Linked DNA regions of Mus musculus: regions 1 and 2 are each linked to region 3. Evidence: chromatin contacts called from public promoter capture Hi-C data. All regions are on one chromosome and are shown on one strand. Each heading gives the region's core, a stretch centred on a gene start, on an enhancer-like site or on the middle of the called end of the contact. The rest is flanking DNA. Distances are from core to core; before and after follow the strand shown. Region 1 holds the start of Slc16a1 (solute carrier family 16 (monocarboxylic acid transporters), member 1). Region 2 holds the start of Vangl1 (VANGL planar cell polarity 1). Region 3 holds the start of Trim33 (tripartite motif-containing 33).

The links. Promoter capture Hi-C pulls out the DNA fragments that hold promoters and counts their contacts.
Region 1: a promoter capture Hi-C map of pre-B cells shows a contact between it and region 3, with 4 times the contacts expected there. The contact joins the promoter of Slc16a1 here to the promoter of Trim33 in region 3. A contact is called at or near these places in 1 of 39 promoter capture datasets (pre-B cells) and 1 of 115 datasets of contacts at active chromatin or transcription factors (large pre-B cells).
Region 2: a promoter capture Hi-C map of stem cell-derived epiblast-like cells shows a contact between it and region 3, with 2.6 times the contacts expected there. The contact joins the promoter of Vangl1 here to the promoter of Trim33 in region 3. A contact is called at or near these places in 5 of 39 promoter capture datasets (cranial neural crest, hippocampal neurons, liver and 1 more).

What each region holds. Positions count from the first base shown.
Region 1 is chr3:104,637,041-104,639,923 of GRCm38.p6, forward strand. It overlaps Slc16a1 (solute carrier family 16 (monocarboxylic acid transporters), member 1), which reads left to right and starts at 1,624. Exons shown (of 5, transcript NM_009196.4): 1 at 1,624-1,788.
Region 2 is chr3:102,203,269-102,206,081 of GRCm38.p6, forward strand. Vangl1 (VANGL planar cell polarity 1) reads right to left here and starts at 1,425. Exons shown (of 8, transcript NM_177545.5): 1 at 1,244-1,425. It overlaps Gm16160 (a long non-coding RNA gene), which reads left to right and starts at 572. Exons shown (of 3, transcript XR_375921.3): 1 at 572-1,002; 2 at 2,533-2,813.
Region 3 is chr3:103,277,968-103,280,886 of GRCm38.p6, forward strand. Trim33 (tripartite motif-containing 33) reads left to right here and starts at 1,326. Exons shown (of 20, transcript NM_053170.3): 1 at 1,326-2,479. The coding sequence starts at 1,912.

The DNA.
Region 1 (2,883 bases), core at 374-2,873, 1.4 Mb after region 3:
GAACTCAGAAATCTGCCTGCCTCTGCCTCCTGAGTGCTGGGGCACACAGGGCCTCTTTTCAATCTCTGGTTCTTCATCCACAAAACTAAGTAGAGGGCCTATTTCGGAGGATTAGGAAAACCAGTGTAGGTAGGGAGAGGTCGAAGAGCAAATGGCGGGGAGGGCAGGATCTTGGTATGCAGTAAGAGCCTTGGAAGCCAGAAGGCCTGACTTTAAAAAATATTCTCACTGGGTGTGATGGAGCACATGCCTTTAATAGCAGCACTGAAGCAAAACCAGGCGGATCTCTTGAGTTTGAGGCCAGTCTAATCAACGTTACAAGTTTCAGGCCAGCCAAGAGAATACATAATAAGGCCATGTCTCAAAACACAAAATTAAACAAATAATCTTAGCGGTAGGGAGACAGAGGCGGGTTGATTTTTTTTTTTTTTTCATGTTTGCTCTCTTAGTTCGAAGCCAGCCTGATCTACATGATGAGTTCCAGGCCAGGTGGAGCTATACACACACACGAGGCTATCTCAAAAAAAAAAAAAAAAAAAAAAAAAAAAAACAAGAAATCAAAAACAACCAACCAAATACCCATCTCGTAATAATAAAAATATCAAGGGTCCTGGCCATCAAGAGTACTCACTAGTTTACCACTTCAAGACACTTTGGAATCTGGGCTTGGTGAAGAACCGAAAATGGCTCTTGTGACACCAGGCTCTGTGGCTTTGACTTTAAATGTTGGCGACTTCCTAGCCTGGTGACTTCTGCCAGTTAACCTCGTGAAGCCCGGGGTTCCTTAGTTACAAGATCTTCTTGGCACCTAATACGGTTGTGAAGATCATACAAGATAATTCTGGTACAGTGCTTACTTAGCATGCAACTGTCCTAATCCCACTAGCCATAATCCCGACCCGTCCCCCAAATCCAGTGTTCATAAACTTCTGGCCTAAGAGCATGCTCATATCAGCGTTTCCAACGTACACACTCTCTGCCCCGGGGCCAGTTTCTCCTGACCGGCTTGTCCTTAAACTAAGCGTTCATCAAATGCCACAGGTCAGGCTCTGTGACGAGATACTTGCGTAAAATCGCACATTAAACTTCCTAACGCCTCCATAGTGGCTGATGTAGCGCAAGGAAACAGGCCCGGAGGGTTCCAGCAACTTCCCAGGGTCCCCGAGCCCGGGTTCCAGGCCCACATCGGAGTCTACCAGTGTCCGTCCATTCAAAATGCTGTTCAGTCCCCGGACTCCGACGGTCCATCGCCTTCGCCCTCTGCACCTCAGGGTCCGCCCTCAGGGCAGTTTTTTTTTCCCCTTTTCTCCTCCAGAGCCTGAGGGGTGAGGCCCACGATGGCGTCCCCGGCACGCGCCAAAAGAAGCTACCCCCTCAGAGCGCTGATAAGGATGTGCGGGGTCTCCGGGCCGCGGCGCCGGGTCACGTGGCGGGAAGGGGGGCGCCGGCGCGCGCGCCCGAGCGAGCGAGCGGGCACGCGCAGCCCGCAGCGTGTGGAGGCGCGAGATGCCGAGCTGGGAGTATGTATGGCAGGGAGGGGGCGGCGGCCGGGAAGGCCGACTCCACCCCCTGTGCGCATGCTCCGGCCCCCGCGGGTTATAAGGCAGCCGCGCCTGCCCCGCCAGACAAAGTGGCGAGCTGCGACGTGACTGGTCGGTCGTGTAGGTGCAGCAGCCAAGGAGCCCGGCGGCGGGCAGGGGACACGAGCGGGACCCCCCCGGCTCCGAGGAACTGCGGCCCGCGCCGCCGCGTCACGCATACTCCGGGCGCCGCGAGACACACATAACGGTTAGTCCGGGCTGAGCGGGCAGCGCGCGGCACGGAATCCGCGGTGCCCTTGGTGCCCCGGTGGGGTCGCGGAGCCCCGCGGGCACGCGGGGACTTTCCTCCCTGGGGCAAGGGTCGGGGCGAGCGACGCGGCATCCTGGGCGCGCGGAGCCGCGTGGCCCGGAACGTGGCGTGGGTGAAGGGGACCTTGAGGCGCTGGGCACAGCGTCTCTCCCGGCCGAGCTGCGGGCCCGTGGTCAGGTGGCGGCCGCCGGGCTGCGGGAGTCGGGTCATGGTGCCCGGTGACCTTGGGGGAGACGCTTCCAGCGCTGCCTACTCTAGGCGCCTGGAGAGATGCTTAGGTCGGGAAGAGGGACGACCTGAGGCCGCTTCACGTGGTGCACTCCTGCCGCCTTCTGCTGGGGCGGGAGTTACTTAGGACTCGTGGCATACCCGCCCAGCCTCCCCGGTCTGCCAATCGGTGTCCCACCAGGTGACTTGCTAGAGTGGTGTGAGGAATGTGAGGAGCTGCATTGCGGACCGCCGGTACAAGACTACGGGGTTCGAGTGAACTTTGAGGAAGGGGCTCTTTATGGTCCAACCTGTGGCTTCGGCGCGTCTGCCGCGGGCACGGGGTCCCAAGGCATCCCTGTGGAGCAGATTTAAACGTCCTTATATTTGGTCAGAGCACACTTTCTGGGCCAAGTACATCCCTTTGCCGAGTACATTTTAGCTTTTCTTTATGATGGCGTTTTTGGTGCAACCAGCAGTTACGAAAACTAGCGTCTGATCACTCAACCAGGAAACGCACGTGTTACTACTTCAGTCTTTTCCCGTTTTCCAGTGGCTCATTATAAACTGGCGGGCTACTGCTAGTAGTTACACAGTGACAAACTACTTTTGTTTTTTTTTACCCATAACTAATTTTGAAATCTTAAGGCGTCATTCCGCTTAGGCTCGGGGTGTGTTGCTCAGTGGCATGAGTACCTACCTGCCTGGCCTACCATGCCTGAGGCTCCAAAGTTTGATCGTCGGCATTGAAAAAAAATTACTTTGGTTTTAAATGAGTATATGCTGATGTGTGAGATTAGTAATTGTACGAGAGTTTGGGAAAGG
Region 2 (2,813 bases), core at 175-2,674, 1.1 Mb before region 3:
ACCATATCACACTGATTTAATTCAATTCTAAAAACTCTAATTAGTGGTTACATAAAATGGCTAATTATGCCTCCCTGGGCTCCGACGGTTTCTGCCATGGCACTTACAGAGCCTAGGAGCTGTGTAATCAACACGCCCACTAGAAGGAGAAGGCTAATTAGTATTGTTGATTGGTGACATAACTTATAATATTTTTTCAGCAAACCCCGTAAAACGTATAAACACGTCAGTGAAAACACTAGTCTTCACAGCTAACTTTTGGAATTCGCCTGTAAGGGCGCGCGCACTCCTGACCACAGTCCCCTCAAACGGGTTCAAACTAACGCACGCACCAACCACACAACCATGCCAATAAAGACCCCTGCCACCCCTCCATGAACTTCAGAAGGAGCTCATCTTCGCGATCTGGGCATCACACCCGGTTTGGAGACATGAAAATTGAGATTGCCCGGCTCCGACTCTCCTCTCCTCATCACTTAGCCCACCAGGCTACGGCTCCGCCCCCACTCCTGCTTCCACCACCGACGCTTTTAAATTTTTATAAAGCTTCACACTTCTCTGGGCGCGCTGCTCGGGGCAGTTCAATGGCTGCAGGATGAAATAAGGTTCGACTGGTGTCTAAGGCTGCCCGAGTGCGGCGAGGTTGCCCAGGACAGGGACTCCTCCTTTGGCTGGGACTGGCTGCTCGCCTCTGCTCCGCCCCGGCGCTTTTGAAAGTAAACTACCTGCCTGTTGCGCTCCGCGATGCGCAACTGGCCGCGCCCCCCAGGCCTCCCGGGCTGCGGTTTTGTAAGCGAAGTGAGAAACACGAGCCAGCTCCGTTCCTGTGCTGGAAAACCGGCCAGTTGACCCCGGGTCCTGGCGGGGACCCCCATCGCGTTCTGCCCTGCAAGGCGCGTCCAGCCACTGGTTGCCTCCGACACGCCGTCATTCCCTGGCCACCACCCGGCACGCGCACTCAGGGGCGCACTCCGAAGGCCAGACAAGGCAAAGAAGTCCGAGGTAGCGCAGGCTGCCCCAGGACTCCGAGCACTGGAATGGAGCGGAGAGAGCCCGGGGCAGGGATGGAAGGACCCGCGTCTCGGGGAGCTCGACCCGGAGGAACCCAGGGGTCTCCCGGTCCGAGGGCCCGGACCCCAGTCGGACTGCTGGGGAGCAGGGACACCCGCAGTTGGCCTGACCTCCCACCCAGCTCAGTCTCGAGCCGCCGCGCCGCGCCGCGCCCGCCTCTCCCGGGACTCACCCCGGCGCCGGCCCGTCGCGCTCCACGCCCGCGCTCTCGGCTGCAGCGCCCGGGCTCCGCGGCCTGCGCTGGGCTGCAGTGGAGGCACAGCCCCGCCGCGGCCGCTGGTCTCTGCTGCTTTCCGCTTCCTGTCCCGGCGCCGCCCCGCAGCCCCAGCCCAGCCCTGCTAGCCCGGCGCGGCCGCCAGCCAAGAGCTGCGAGCGCTGCGGGCCCCGCTGCCGGCCCGGCCCACCTGCAGCGGAGGGCGGGGCACGGGGACACACACACACACACACACACACACACACACACACACACACACACACACACACGGCCTGGCCAGGGACTGACATCTCCCCTCCCAAGTGGACCCACTAGCACACAGCCTAACAAATCTCATCCTGAACACACACACACACACACACACACACACACACACACACACACACACGGCCTGGCCAGGGACTGACATCTCCCCTCCCAAGTGGACCCACTAGCACACAGCCTAACAAATTTCATCCTGAATTCCTGAATACATGACGCAGGGGTTGATGTCTCTCCACCCAGCACCCCAACATACCCCCAAGATCACACACGCACGCGCACACACACACACACTTACAATTGTGCATAAAATCCAAGCCCTCATTGTTTGCCATCATTAAAAGCTCCAACCCGCATATCCACATGGCTCAAGAACCAATTTCTACCCCTCCCCCAACTCATACATTTTTCAGCACACATAATACACTTAAACTCCAATGTAGCTCAAGAGATGACCCAGCCCGTAACCACCAACGCCCACAGTCCTACAGCAGCTTCTCCCCGCTCCTCTTCTACCAGAGCAGACATGCCTGCCTACTGGAAACTACCAGGAGAGCGCATCTCTGAAGGCAGGGAGCCAAAAGTTCCAGACCGATTGAGACCACTTCCCTCGCTAAGCTTCCTTTCCCTGTCTGGATAGTGGTGAGGACTCTAATGTCCTTGAAGGGTTGAAATTCTAGTATTAGAAAGTGCAGAACAGTTGGCAACTGTTTTTGTGAATATTCTCACCCTTCTTTCTTAGTCGTCATAGAATCCATGCCCAGAATGACAGATCTATAGCTGCCATGACAAAATGCTCCCGCGAAGGCACGCACAGCGGGAAGTGCTGAATCTGCAGTTTGTTTGCAGGAATGCTGGGGGTGATTTGCCTTGCGAAAATGCAGGCTCTTTGTGAAGTAGCCTTGTTTGGGAACCTGTAGCCTCAGGAAGTCCTTACTGTCTGCTTTTTCCTAACTCCTCTATATTCCATTTTCTCCACCATCCAGGCCACGTCCTTCTAAGTACACCCAGATGTTCACGGTGGCAGGACGATGTTCCACACTCCTAGCCTCCAGACTCCAATGACCCCACCATCTGCATGTACCTGAACTGCAGCCTCTAAATGACTCCGGAGAGCAGATCTAGAGTCCAGCATCCCGTTTCCTCGGGTAAATCCAGCTGTCTGCCCGGCATGCTTAGCTGCTAAGGTGGGAAAGCCAAAGAAGTCTGGAAACGGAGTCCCATTCACCTTACCACTTAGAACCTTCACACGTAAAGCAGAGCAAGA
Region 3 (2,919 bases), core at 76-2,575:
CTTTCAAGCCGTTCTGCTCCCAGGTGACCAACCATTTAAATAAATGAAACTATGGAGGCCATTCTTTGTTTTTGTTTTTTCTTTTGGTTATTTTGAGACAGGGTTTCTCTGTGTAGTCCTGGCTGTCCTGGAACTCACTTTGTAGACCAGGCTGGCCTCGAACTCAGAAATCCACCTGCCTCTGCCTCCTGAGTGCTGGGATTAAAGGCGTGGGCCACCAGGCCTGGCCACATGGAGGCCATTTTTATTCAAACGACCACAAGTGTTATCTCCTATTTTTCCTTTCCTTGTTGAAGCCATTCCTCTCACACTAATTCCAGGGTCTCTGTTTGCCTTAGGCCCTTTGTTTTTTGCCACCTGCTCCTGTCTGGAATACTCTTGTGCAAGCCAGGTTTCTTCACCTTATCAGCAGAGCCCTTGCTCAATCAGCACAAATCCTTTACACTCGCCTTATTTTTACTCCAAAGCATTTATCATTTCCCCCGACATACTCTCCATGTTCATCCTCTAAACTGTCAACTTCTTGAAGGCAGAGAGTTTCTTTGTTCTCCTGCAGGAACCCCAACGTTTCTATCTTAACACGAAAGTCAGAAGAGATTTTGAAGGAATTGATGAAAAACGCTTTTCTGTGAATTTAAAAACTCACCCAAATAAATTTCCTGTATAACTACGGTCTAGGACGGGCTTGTGAGACTCACATTAAAACAGCTGTTGCACTTACATCATTTCCCCTCCCCCATTTCTTTTTGGAGGCAAGGTCTCCCTATGAAGCCTGATGCTTAAGCTGGCCAGGAACTCAGCAGTCTCCCTGCAGGTGACTACAGGTGGGCACTATATCAAGTTACACTTGTTCTGGCAGCACTGGCTAAATGAAGGTCTGATGGCAGCCTGAGGCGGAGAGGCCCGATACCAACAAAACAAAACCCTTTCATAAAGCTTCTAAGATTGAGGTGGTGAGGACAGTCAGCTGGCCCACCCGGGGACGCCGAGTGAGATTCTCGGGATATAATATTGGTTAGAAACATGGTCTCCCAAACTGGCACATCAGCCGCAGGGACTTTTCAACATTCATCTGGTTTTCAACTTCCTGATTCTGTTTTGGGGTGTGGCCCTGGCATCTCTGTTTAGAAAAAAGCTCATTTGATTGGCTTTCAGGTATGTAGCAACGTTGGAGAATCACCTTAAGAAGCTAAAAATAGCTATTAGAAGACTTCTGTCTCACCGCAGGAGCCTATATCTGGAGACTTTTGGGGTGTGTGTGTACGTGGTGGGGGGAACTCTGCGCAGCCGCTCTCGGGTGTCACAGCCCTCTAGAGAACGCGGTCCAGCAACACCCAGCGAAGACCCAGGTGGTCCGCACCTCCTCGGTAGGAGGCCTCCGCGACCAAGCGCGCGACAGGTGAAGCTTCCGCGGTGGCGCGCCCGTCGCTGGGGATGGCGTCGCCGTGGAGACGCTCGCTCGGGGGCGAACGCAAGCCGGCCTCCTACTCCTGCATGTTTTCCCTCCCTTCTTCCCGCACCACCGCGGCTTCGGCGCTAGCAGCCACATCATAGAGACCCAGTTCCACCAGCTCCTACCGAGCTACACAACTCCAGCCGGGTGGCAACAGACCACACCGAGGCGCGGAGCTGCATCGCGGTCTGTCCCGCGAGCGCGCGCGGCCGGAGTTCCCGCCTCCCTCCGGAGGACGTCGGTGCGTACGTGCGCGTGCCCACCCCTCCCGCCCCGCGACGCGAGGGCGGGGGCGCCGCGTGCGCGCGCGCTCTCGTGCGTTCGCTCGCTCGCTCGCTCGCTACTTCGCTCGCTCTCGGCGGCCGCTCTTGCTGTGGCTGCGGCTGAGGCTGGGGGCGGCGGCGGCGGCGCGAGCGGCGGGCGGCGCGGGGCGGTCCGGCGGGTTCAAAGAGGAAAACATGGCGGAAAACAAAGGCGGCGGTGAGGCAGAGAGTGGCGGCGGGGGCAGCGGTAGCGCGCCGGTAACCGCCGGGGCCGCCGGGCCCACGGCGCAGGAGGCGGAGCCGCCTCTCGCCGCGGTGCTGGTGGAGGAGGAGGAGGAGGAAGGCGGCAGGGCTGGCGCGGAGGGCGGTGCGGCTGGGCCCGACGACGGGGGGGTGGCCGCGGCCTCCTCAAGCTCGGCCCCGGCCGCCTCGGTCCCCGCGGCCTCAGTGGGCTCCGCGGTCCCCGGAGGCGCGGCATCGACGCCGGCTCCAGCTGCTGCCCCAGCCCCGGCCCCGGCCCCGGCCCCGGCCCCGGCCCCCGCTCCCGCCCCGGCTCCTGGTTCCTCGTCGGGGCCACCTCTCGGACCACCAGCCTCGCTTCTGGACACCTGCGCGGTGTGTCAGCAGAGCTTGCAGAGCCGGCGCGAGGCGGAGCCCAAGCTGCTCCCCTGCCTGCACTCCTTCTGCCTGCGCTGTCTGCCGGAGCCGGAGCGCCAGCTCAGCGTGCCCATCCCTGGGGGCAGCAACGGTGACGTCCAGCAAGGTGAGCAGCAGGCCGCACCCGGGAGAATCTGGTGTGGCGGCTTGGGGTGCCGAGGGTGCTCGGACGGTGCAGTGCAGAGAGGTCTCCGAGACGAAAGCTACGGCCCCGGGGACGGTTACCAGAGAAGCTGCACCGCCGGAGATATGGGGAGAGAGAAGGGAGGGGTGCCGGCTGCGAGGGGCTGGGGGAGGGGATGCTGAGAGGGAGGTTTGAGGCGCTTCTGCAGAGGGTGGACTAAAGAGACAGAAAAGGGGTGTACCGAACCCTCCGTGAGAAGTGAGTTGGGGTGGGAAGGCCTGGTCCGACAGTGTTGATAGCTAGGGGTTGGAATGGATTGCTTATTGGCCTGTTCGGTTAAGAGAAAGAGCTACCGATTAAATGGTAATAAAAGACATTGGAGTCCTTGGGTTAGAAGAAGGCACTAGGGTGACATTGCGATG